Regions from separate parts of the Macaca mulatta genome. Here region 2 is linked to region 1. A link is a contact called in public Hi-C data. All regions are on one chromosome and are shown on one strand. The core of a region is the stretch at or near the end of the contact, and the rest is flanking DNA. Distances in the headings are between cores, read along the strand shown. Region 1 has its middle 200 kb from the start of C1H1orf87. Region 2 has its middle 53 kb from the start of CYP2J2.

Region 1 (5,210 bases), core at 1,668-4,167:
TCTGGCATGGATTCTGATGCCTTTTTAAAATTAATTAATGCTTGGAATGTTGAAGTCAGCTAGAGGAAATATCAAGAAACAGGAAGATTTCACACATTCATTCCAAAAACTTTCAGAAATTCGTATAATTAAACGCATACTATGACCAAAGCACTTGGTGTCTACAGGTGTCCTTATAGCTACTGAACTGCATCTACAATCTTCCTGAGTTCTCTGTGAGTTTTCATGATAACTCCCCGCTATCTATAGCCATCTACATCTGTCCTTCTAATATATAGGGGGAAAAGTCAGACTTTTTATTTTATTTATTTATTTATTTATTTATTTATTTATTTATTTATTTATTTTTGAGATGGAGTCTCACTCTGTCGCCCAGGCTGGAGTGCAGTGGCCCGATCTCAGCTCACTGCAAGCTCCGCCTCCCGGGTTCACGCCATTCTCCTGCCTCAGCCTCCCAAGTAGCTGGGACTACAGACGCCCGCCACCACGCCCGGCTAATATTTGTATTTTTAGTAGAGACGGGGTTTCACCGTGTTAGCCAGGATGGTCTCGATCTCCTGACCTCATGATCCGCCCGCCTCAGCCTTCCAAAGTGCTGGGATTACAGGCGTGAGCTACCGCGCCCGGCCAAAAGTCATTCTTAATAGTTTAGTCTTTGAGACTAAATTTTGTATATTGTAAATTTTGTATATTGACTTTGTATGATTATCTATAGGTATGTTGCATATGTTTAGGCATGCTACATTTATTTTATCATGTTGTTGATGTTATTGTAATTGTATCGTTGTTATTTTAATTTCCATTATTTGTGGCTAGTGCATTAGTCAGTTTGGGGTATTATAATAAGATACCCCATACTAGGTGGCTTAAATAATGGAAATTTATTTACTCACAGTTCTGGAAAGTAGAAGTCCAAACTCAAGGTGCTAGCAGGATTAGTGTCTGGCGAGGCTTTTTTCCCTTTTTTTCCTGGCTTAAAGATGGCCACCTTCTCACTGTGTCCTCATGTGGCCTTTCCTCTGTGTACTCATGAGGGGGAGGGGAAGAGATATCCCTCTGGTATCTCTTCCTTTTCTTATAAGGACACCTGTTCTATTGGAGTGAGGCCCAACATTATGACCTCACTTAACCTTTATTACCCCGAGCACCCCTTTCTCCAAATACAGCCATATTGAAGGCCAGGGTGTCAACATATGAGTTTTATGGGGACACAATTCAATCCACAAGAGCTGGTATACAAAAATACAATTAATTCTTATATGCGGTAGTCCTCCTTTCCCTGCAGGTTTGTTTTCCTCAGTTTCATTGAGCTGTGGTCAACCTCGGTCTGAAAAATAGGTGCCTATAGTAACAACAGGATATTTAGAGAGAGAGAGAGGGTCACATTCACATGACTGTTATTACAGTCTATTAAAATATATTGGCATAATTGTTCTATTTTATTATTAATTGTTGTTGCTAATCTTTTACTCTGCACAATTCAGTAAATTTCATCACATGTATGTTTAGCAAAATATATTAGGCTGGTCGCAGTAGCTCACGCCTGTGATTCCAGCACTTTAGGAGACTGAGATGGGTGGATCACCTGAGGTCAGGAGTTCAAGACCACCGTGGCAAACATGGCGAAACCACATCTCTACTAAAAATACAAAAATTATCTGGGCATGGTCGTGGGCGCCTGTATTCCCAGCTACTCAGGAGGCTGAGGCTGGAGAATCACTTCAATCTGGGAGGCAGAGATTGCAGTAAGCCAAGATCACACCACTGCACTTCAGCCTAGGAGAAAGAGCGAGACTTCGTCTCAAACAAACAAACAAACAAAAAAGTTGTATATTTAGGGTTTGCTACTATTCATGATTGTAGGGGGTTTTGAAACTTATCCCTGCAAATAAGAGGAAACTACTGTTTTTACTTGATATCATGAAGACTTGCTAAACATGCATGTTAGTTTTAACAGCATTTTTGTAGATTTCTTAAAATTTTTTACTTAGACAACCAGGCTGTCTGCAAATAGAATTTTGCTTCTTTCTCTTCAGTCTGAATGGGTTTTATTTCTGGTCCGACTTTCTTGCATTGGCTAGTACCTTCATAGGATGTTGAAGTGGTGAGAGTGGACAGCCTTACGCTTGAGCTTAAGAAGAAAGACTTTAGTGTTTCCCCACCAAGTGTGATGTTAGCAGTAGGTTTTTCAAGATGCCCTTAATCAGGTTGAAGTTGAGGAAAATCTTGTTGATTATCAGTATGCCAGGAATTTTTAATAAGCTCCTTGAAGACACTTTGTCTCTTTGTCTTCATAATAATTGCACCAAGCAATGCCTTGCTCATATATTATGAATTATATTGAGAGGAAATAAATGAAATTGAATATTCATTTGAAGAATCTAAAAGGGAAATATATTTTTGAAAAAACAAAGTCGGGACACATGACTCAACACATAGTCATTTATTGCCTGTTGATGAAAAGAATGCTTTATTTCTGTAATTTTTATTTGGCACAGAACTAGATATATAAGATTTGTGTGTGTGTCTGTGTGTGTGCGCACGCGCAAGCATGTGTGTGTGTGTGTGTGTGAGATTGTCTTGTGAATGTAATTGCACTAAGTAAATTGCATAAAGACTACTGCATTCTAGAAATGAAAAATAATATCAACAGACTGAATGAAACAATGGTGTCGAAGACCACAACATATAACTTACCTATTTATAATCCAGTCCTTCACATAATAATAACATACATATAACCATCCGAATTTAATCTGATCCTCTTAAAATTTTGAAATGCTCTCTAGAATTGCCTGTTTTTCTACTTCAATGAGAAATGTGTGTGATTTGTTCAGCTGCTATCTCTCTACCATCCCCACCCCCAGCACTGTGCAACACGGCCCCTTCTCTCAGCTGGCAAGCACAGGCCCCAGATGCCAAGCTGTGGAAGATATTTATCTGCTGCATCTGGTTCCTTAGCAGATTCGACAGGCCTCTGTGCTGGCAGCTTCAGAAATGCCTTTGGGCTTGTCACATGTTGAAAACTCCCAACTGGCTGTCTGAATTGGCAACCATGCTTTGGCTCACTGGAGAGAAGAGAGAAATGGTGCTTTTTGTCCATCTACTGATAACCTCTCGTGTAAGTGATCGTTGGCTCCTGATCTGAAGAAGTATGCTCCCAAAGCGCAGTGCAGACTTTGGGGCTTAATTTCGTCCTCCTGATACAAACTCACAAGTAGTATATGACTGAGTTTTATTTCCTTGGCCAGAGAGGAAATCTCTAGCAATTTGGACCTCAGCATGTCTATCCTGAAATTAAATTCAGAAAGCGTCAGCATTTTAGAATTGGCATTTTAAAATTAAGAGTCAGCTAATCCATCCCTTTTATTTATCTGATGAAGAAACTCAGACTTTGAAAGGGGAAGGGATTTGGCCAAGGTACACAGCAAGCAGGACAAAGGACGAGATTCACCCTGGGTGAATACTGGGGGTGGGGAAATACGAAAGCAAAAAGGAGCAGGTATTTCCCTTTGGAGAAGCTGTGGAGAAGGAACACTTTGGAGACTGCATGTCAGGCTGTAGCAGAGCAGGGAGCCTGCAGACAGGGACACTCATGCCCTGAGGCTGATGCTGTCACATCCAGGCTAAGTGACCCTACGCAAGGCCTGAGTTCCAACACCTGAAAACAAGAAGGAGTTAATCATAGTTCCTAATTTATTTGATTGTCCTGAGGATGAAATGAGATCATGCGTAATGTACCTTACAAGGCTATGTTCATTTTCTTTCAGTAAATGTTTATTGAGAGCTTACCAGGTGGTGGACATTATGCAAAAGACTTGATAAATAATGATTCTCAATCATTTGGGACATTAAATCAGTAAATGAGGGCAGGCCTGTAAAACCAGGCCAAGAGAGTGAACTTCCTGAGTGGTTTCCTATCGAGAGGCACGCAGACAGCGAGTGTGTTCTTACACATACACACAATGCATCTATGGCCACAGCATTTTTTCTAGTTTCCTGAGTTGCAGTGAGCTCTGGTTTCCAGCAGGGGACATCCATAGCCCAGGCAAGGGAAACTGGGGCCAGCTCAGCCTTAGAGGTGATGAATGAAAATGATAAATCACTCAGACATGAGCCTGAGACTGGCCTGTTCTGATACTCATTCCATAAAGACAAAAGTTCTGGAAGGGATTACCCTCACAGGCTTCGTTAGCTCTGAGTTTGTAGAATGTCAATGAATTTCAACTTCTCTTAATCCTTAATTTGCAAGCTGAGGTCCCGTGGAGTTTTGTCCATGGTAAAGGGACATAATTCCCTTCTCCCTGGGGCAGATCAAAGGAACAGGGTTTTGATGACTCACAGCTCACACAAGGTCATCCTGGGAAAACAGATCCTGAGAAGTACTGCAGAGCTTGTGAAGTACTGCACTGGCTGGTGTCTGGATTCTAGAGTTTATGATCTGCTCAGAAGCCAGAGAGGTGATGACTAGAAGGTAGATATGAATTGGGGCAGTGGTGTGCTGATAAATATTTAACAACCAGCTCCCTGAGGGGAAAATATGTGCATATGTACATGTACATAAGTTTATTAAACATTTTACTGATATACAGGACAAGTAGCACACAATTTACATGTTACATATATAAAAATATAATAACCTTTATTATAAATTCCATATAGCTAATTGATTCTCATAGAATACGTTAGTTAATTTTTGTTGAACTCTTGTATTCATGGCCAAGCTATTCTTGCAATCCAATCATGATTTGACAATATCAGCCTGAAAATAAATGTTTAAATACTGTCTGATTCAGCAAAAATGTAACTTACCTCATTGATCAACAAGTGTGATTGTGATATGAATGTTGCTTGATATTTTCATTTATGTTATCAGGGAGCAAAAAAATGAATGGACAGAGGCAGCTTCACTTGTTTGTTAATGGTATCAGTCAAATCTTTGTTAAATTCACTAGTAGTGTTAAATCCACTAATACTGAAAAATATTTCCTGTTATTTTTGTTGTTTGTGACTCAATAGTCACAGACAGAATACAGCATTTTTAACCTATCAAGTCTAGAGAAATCATCAAAACAGTAAATCAAACCCTGACTTACAGCATTTGGCAATTTTCATGGTATAAGTATTTCCACCATGGTTGATTTCAAAACCAAGGTAATGTCTTTGAACATGAAATTGAAAAGAGATTCACAGTAGTATATCATTACATA
Region 2 (5,267 bases), core at 76-2,575, 300 kb before region 1:
AGGCACCAGCCCTGACAGCTCCAGGCCCAGGTCCTCCGTGTGCGCCCCGAGATGCAGTGACTCCTAGGGCTGGAAGGAAAGACACAAACCCCACCCGGGCATCACCTCTGAGAGAGACACTGGCCAGCGTGGAGGGTGCCCTGCGGGGAGTGGCTGCGTGAGAACCAGGCTGTATGAGCCCTGCTCAGGGACTCAGAACTCTTTTCCTGGGGGAAAGAGGATTCGAGGGCTATGGGAGCCCGCCCTGCTTTTCTGAAGGGCTTTGGTTTGGAAGAGGAAACAGGCTTATTTTATTATATGTGGCCCTAGCAGCAGAACTGGACTTATATATAATATTTATCAACAGGGAGATTTCAGCTCAACACGGGAAGAACCTTGCAGATGTGGAGGAGCGCTTGGTTTAAGCAGTAAGCCGCGGGCTATGGAGGGATCCCCGAGTGCAGGTCTGGCCTGCCATGACGACCTCCATGCGTTGGAAAAGTCACTTAACTCTCTTAGCCTCAGTCCTGTAAAATGGTGGCAATAATGTCTACCTTGCAAAGTTTTTGTGGCGATCCAATAATTTGAATAAAGATCTCAGCATTATGCCTAGCATTTTTTTGAGAGCTCAACTTAAAAAATATCATACTAGCTAACCTTGAACTCTGATTCTGTGAAAGGTGCTGTGCCATCTCCCATTCATGATCTCTAAGCCCCCGAACGGTCCTGAGGTAGGTGTTCCTACCCTTATTTCACAAATGAGGGAAGTAGGGTTGAGAGAGAGTGAGAGGTTTGCCCAAGGTCTCAAGGCTATGAAGTTGCGCGGCTGAAATCCTAAGCCAGGTCTCTCTGTCTTCAGAGCTGCACCTCTGCCAGGGCACCGTGCTGCCTGCCTGTGTCAATGCGGGGTCTTCACCCAGAGGCCCCTTGGGTCTGGTGAGCTGTTGGCGGGTTTATCTATCACACACAATGACGCAGGGGCACATATGTTGTTCTGGCAAAGGCACGAAACATTTTCCAATGTCGGTGGAAGCAGTGGATGAATAATACAGGGAAAGGGATCAACAGAAGGGGCAAGAGGAGGCCAGAGCCGCATCAATTCCCCTGCCCCCAACAGGGGCAGCAGAAGGTGCAGCTGGCGGGGGCCCTGGAGTGGAGCTGCCAGCCCAATCATCTTGCCGCTGGATTTTGCACAGCTTTCCTTCTCCATTCTTTCTCGTTTTTGACACTTGTGATTATTACCAATCCTGGTGGCGCTGACGCACGGGAGTGCAATGGTTACCATGGCATGCTTAATAGCGAGAGCAGATGTTTGGCAGGCTAACTCCATGCATTCTAAATACACAAGGCGAAAGTCGGTGGAGGGCGTAATTGATTTGCTGACTGCAGTGGGAAGCCAGCCCATGCTTGCACTGGGCCAGGGCGCCTTACCACATACACTCTTTAACATGGCACACAGTCGCATCATGAGCTGACCCCGTGTAGGCCCCCTGGTCTCACATGTTATCAGTTCCCACCTGCTCTCCCCTCTTCCGCTGTGCTTAACACCTGCAGCCCTCACAAACAAGCGATCTATGGTCTGACTCCAGCCTGAGACTTCCCACAAGCTGTTCCCTCCACCTAGTAACCAGCGTCCTTCATTGTGTGGACAACACCCACATGTCCTCAGTTCTCAGCTTGGACATCTCTCTGTAACATGCCTCCGTTAAGTCTGAGTTAGAAAGACCACTCTGTGCCTAACCTTTCATAGAACTTACTGCTGTGCTGTAATTGCTTGTTTAGTTCTTTATCTTCCCAACAGAATGCAAGTTTCTTGAGTTCAGGAACCATGATAGTTACAAGAATAATCTTGACCTTAATTTACATGGAAAATTACATAAAGTCAGACTTCCATTCTTTACCCTTAGTGTCACATTTCTTGCAAAACACTTCATAGCTGGTCCTCCCTCCAAACAGGATTATTATGAAGTACACTTCCCTACCCCCGAGCCTCTGTTTGTGGCATTGCCCCATCTAGAAACCTGCTCTTCTTCTCTCGTTCAGGTCTACCTTTTCAAATCCGGTTCATCTATCAAGATACCTGTCAACTGCCAAACAATCTTATTTGATATACCCTTCCCCAAGCATATGAGGTCACTTCTCAACCATAAACTGCCTCGTTAACACCCCCACTCCCACTGCACACTTGTCCCCACAACATGCTGTTTGCATCTCTTTCAGGACCCTTGACTTTGCAAGATGCAGCCACTTCCTGGTTATATATAACTTTGTCCAAGTTAAATGACCCCTCTCAGCTTCAGTTCCTCCTTTAGTGAAATGGGGATAATCACACCTCCTCCATGGGGTGGCTATGTGGATTAACTGAGCTACTGAAGAAAAAACATGTAGCTCAGTGCATTGAACACAGTAAGAACCCATTAAACAGTTGCTATGATTAAGTCAGTACTTATACATTTGCCCAGTGTTGCCCACGAGATGGCCCTCCTTGGGTTGGATGCCATAATACCTCTATATCCAGCAGAATGACCCAAGTGCCTGGCTCCTGTTGTATCCAACTGAGCAGGTGGCAGAAACTTACTTCACCCTACTGCGCTCGTTTCCTTGTCTGTAAACTGGGGATACTAGGTAATTGGGAGCATTAAGTATTGAAGTACCTTTTAAACGATAAAGCTCAAAAACAAATTGAGCTGACTTAAAAGGACTAGTTTAAGAGGAAATGCACAGATAAGAAGTACATTCAATTTCCACTTCACTTTAAAGATTCTGGAGCTGAGGGTAGTTGGCCATTGATTATCTCCCCAGAAACAAAAGTGAATTTTTATACACCTTACCCAAGGGTTCCAAACCAAGAAGAGAAACGGGCAGAGAAGGGAGAGAAGTGTGTGTGCATGTGTGTGTGAGTGTATCTCTCTCTCTCTCTGTGTATGTAATTTTGGGGTGGGAAGGGAAAAAAAGACATTTTGACTTTGATATTATTTTCCAATAGTCACAACTAAGAGTAAATAAACCACCAGTTTTGTAATTGTGACCAAGATATCAAGTTACTAAACAGGAGTTAAAAAAAGGACACCAAATTGTTTAATGTAAGGTATTGACAGGAGTGAATATTTGTGAAGTTCACAGAGCTGAAACCCACCTGGTTTGAGATGATTAGATTGAGGAATCTCTATCATTTTAGTTATATTTAAGTATTTGCAGCCTTTTCTTGTGTCTTGATGAAAATCCTGTAATATTTGAAAACTCTGCTTAAAAAGAAATAACTGTGGCTTGTGTTTCTCAAATTATGAGTTCCTTCCTTCCTTCCTTCCTTCCTTCCTTCCTTCCTTCCTTCCTTCCTTCCTTCCTTCCTTCCTCCCCTTCCCCTTCCCCTTCCCCTTCCCCTTCCCTTCCCTTCCCTTCCTTCTTGACAGGATTTCACGATGTTGCCAGGCTGGAGTGTAGTGGCTATCCACAGGCACAGTTCCATTACTGATCAGCATTGGAGTTTTGGCCTGCCCGGTTTCCTACCTGCACCAGTTCACCCTTCCTTAGGCAATCCGGAAATCCCTGATTTCTAGGAGGTCACCACATTGATGCTGAACTTAGTGTGGGCACCCTATGAGCATAGCTTACTGCAGCCTGAAACTCCTGGACTCAAGCAATCCTTCAGTCTCAGCCTCCAGAATATCTGGGACTACAGGCATCTGCCTCCATGCCTGGCTAATTTTTTGTTTGTTTGTTTTAGAAATGGGGGTCTTGCAATGTGATCCAGGCTGGTCTCCAACTCCTGTCCTCAAGTGATCCTCCCATCTCAGCCTCCTGAGTAGCTGGGACTACAGGCGCATGCCACCATATGTAAAAATGAATTCCTTATATCACATTTTCAGCAGTTACAATTTGCAGCTCTTTGGGGAAGTTGCAGGGAAAATATAACCCCTACCACCAACCTCATGCTCCCTTGATGCTCATGTCTGTGACCCTCAGATGTTTTCTAGCTGGTGTGAGCTGGAGCCAGCTGCTTCCTACTCCCTCCCTTCAGTTACAGCCATGTGGAGCTGTGAATAAAGCCTCTTGGTGACTGCTCCTTCATACTTAAGGACTTCCCTGCACCCGGCATAGGCAGCAGCTTTACACAGCTCTGTGGTCTGAAGGGCTGCATCCTACATACAGATTTGTCAGTAATTTGTGACACTGAGACATCTCATCTCACTCCTGGTCCTTGCGCTTCTCATCTGGAGAATGTCAGAGTTGGACTTCATTTTTTCCTGTCTATTCATGTAATTTTTCGTCTTTAGTCTGCTGATATGGTGAATTACATTGATTGGCTTTAGGATGTTTAATCAGCCTTGCATTTCCAGGAGAGGCCCCACTTGGTATTATGTATCTTACAAATTGTTGGATTTGATTTGCTGGTATTGTGTGAAGGATTTGGGGTCTATATTCATGAGGGCTGTTGGTGTGTAGATTTCTTCACATTGTCTTTGTTTTGGTATCTGGGTAAAACATGAGTTGGGCTGTGCTCCTTCTTCCTCTTCTATATTCTGGAAGGGTTCGTGTGGAATTGATGTTATTTCTTCCTTAAATATTTGGTAGAATTTGCCAGCACACTGCATCCCTTTGAAGGTTTTCCATGTTCTAGGCAGCCCTGGATGACCCAGAGTTCTTCATGATGACTGCGGGTCTTTCTTGGGGAAGGGTTGGAGGGGTGTCCCGCCTCAGACTCTTTAGAAGCTCCCTGTAAATAGGATAATAGAGGATCCCTTTTCTCCAAACCACACATGAAACACTCCTCTTCTTTGATCGTTTCTAGTGTTATCTGTCCAGTCTGCAGGCCACTGTTTTCCCAGTGTGACTTTGAGTCCCTAGGAGACATTGAGGTATGGGGAGCTTTGGAGTCAGCAAGAGCCAAACCAAAACCCTCGGCCCTGGCATCTATCAGTTGTATGGCTTTGGGCCACATGCTCGAACCTCTCAGAGCCTCAGTTCCTTCATTATTACTCGGCATGACGAATTTTGGTTCACAAGGCTGTTGTAACGATGGAATGAGACAATACTTGTAAAATGTCTGGTGTGGTAGGTTTTGAATAAATGCTGGCCTTCTTTCTGAGGAATCAGAGACAGTCCACTTTACTCAGGCTATTGGGCTTATCTTGGTCAAAGGCCTGTTTGCCCGCTTCTGAATCTGGGATACAGTTTTCTGAAGGGAGTCACGTATGCAAAGACAGAATTTATTTATTTATTTATTTTTTGCCATCTGTTCAAGAAGACGAATGAGTTTACCTTGAAAACAGCCACATTACAAAGTGATT

Evidence for each region. Hi-C and Micro-C count contacts between places; a contact is called where the count stands out from the background.
Region 2: a contact with region 1 is called in a Hi-C map of fetal cortex germinal zone, with 2.7 times the contacts expected there. The contact joins two enhancer-like sites. A contact is called at or near these places in 2 of 14 Hi-C or Micro-C datasets (cortical neurons and fetal cortex germinal zone).

The regions. Positions count from the first base shown.
Region 1 is chr1:180,358,713-180,363,922 of T2T-MMU8v2.0, reverse strand. No RefSeq gene overlaps it. Among named protein-coding and RNA genes, the nearest start is that of C1H1orf87, 200 kb to the left of the region's middle. Within about 2 kb of position 2,917, at least 5 of the 40 cell types and tissues checked have an H3K27ac peak or open chromatin away from gene starts, as enhancers often do. A contact at or near this core is called in fetal cortex germinal zone, where this site is marked.
Region 2 is chr1:180,656,134-180,661,400 of T2T-MMU8v2.0, reverse strand. No RefSeq gene overlaps it. Among named protein-coding and RNA genes, the nearest start is that of CYP2J2, 53 kb to the left of the region's middle. Within about 2 kb of position 1,325, at least 8 of the 40 cell types and tissues checked have an H3K27ac peak or open chromatin away from gene starts, as enhancers often do. A contact at or near this core is called in fetal cortex germinal zone, where this site is marked.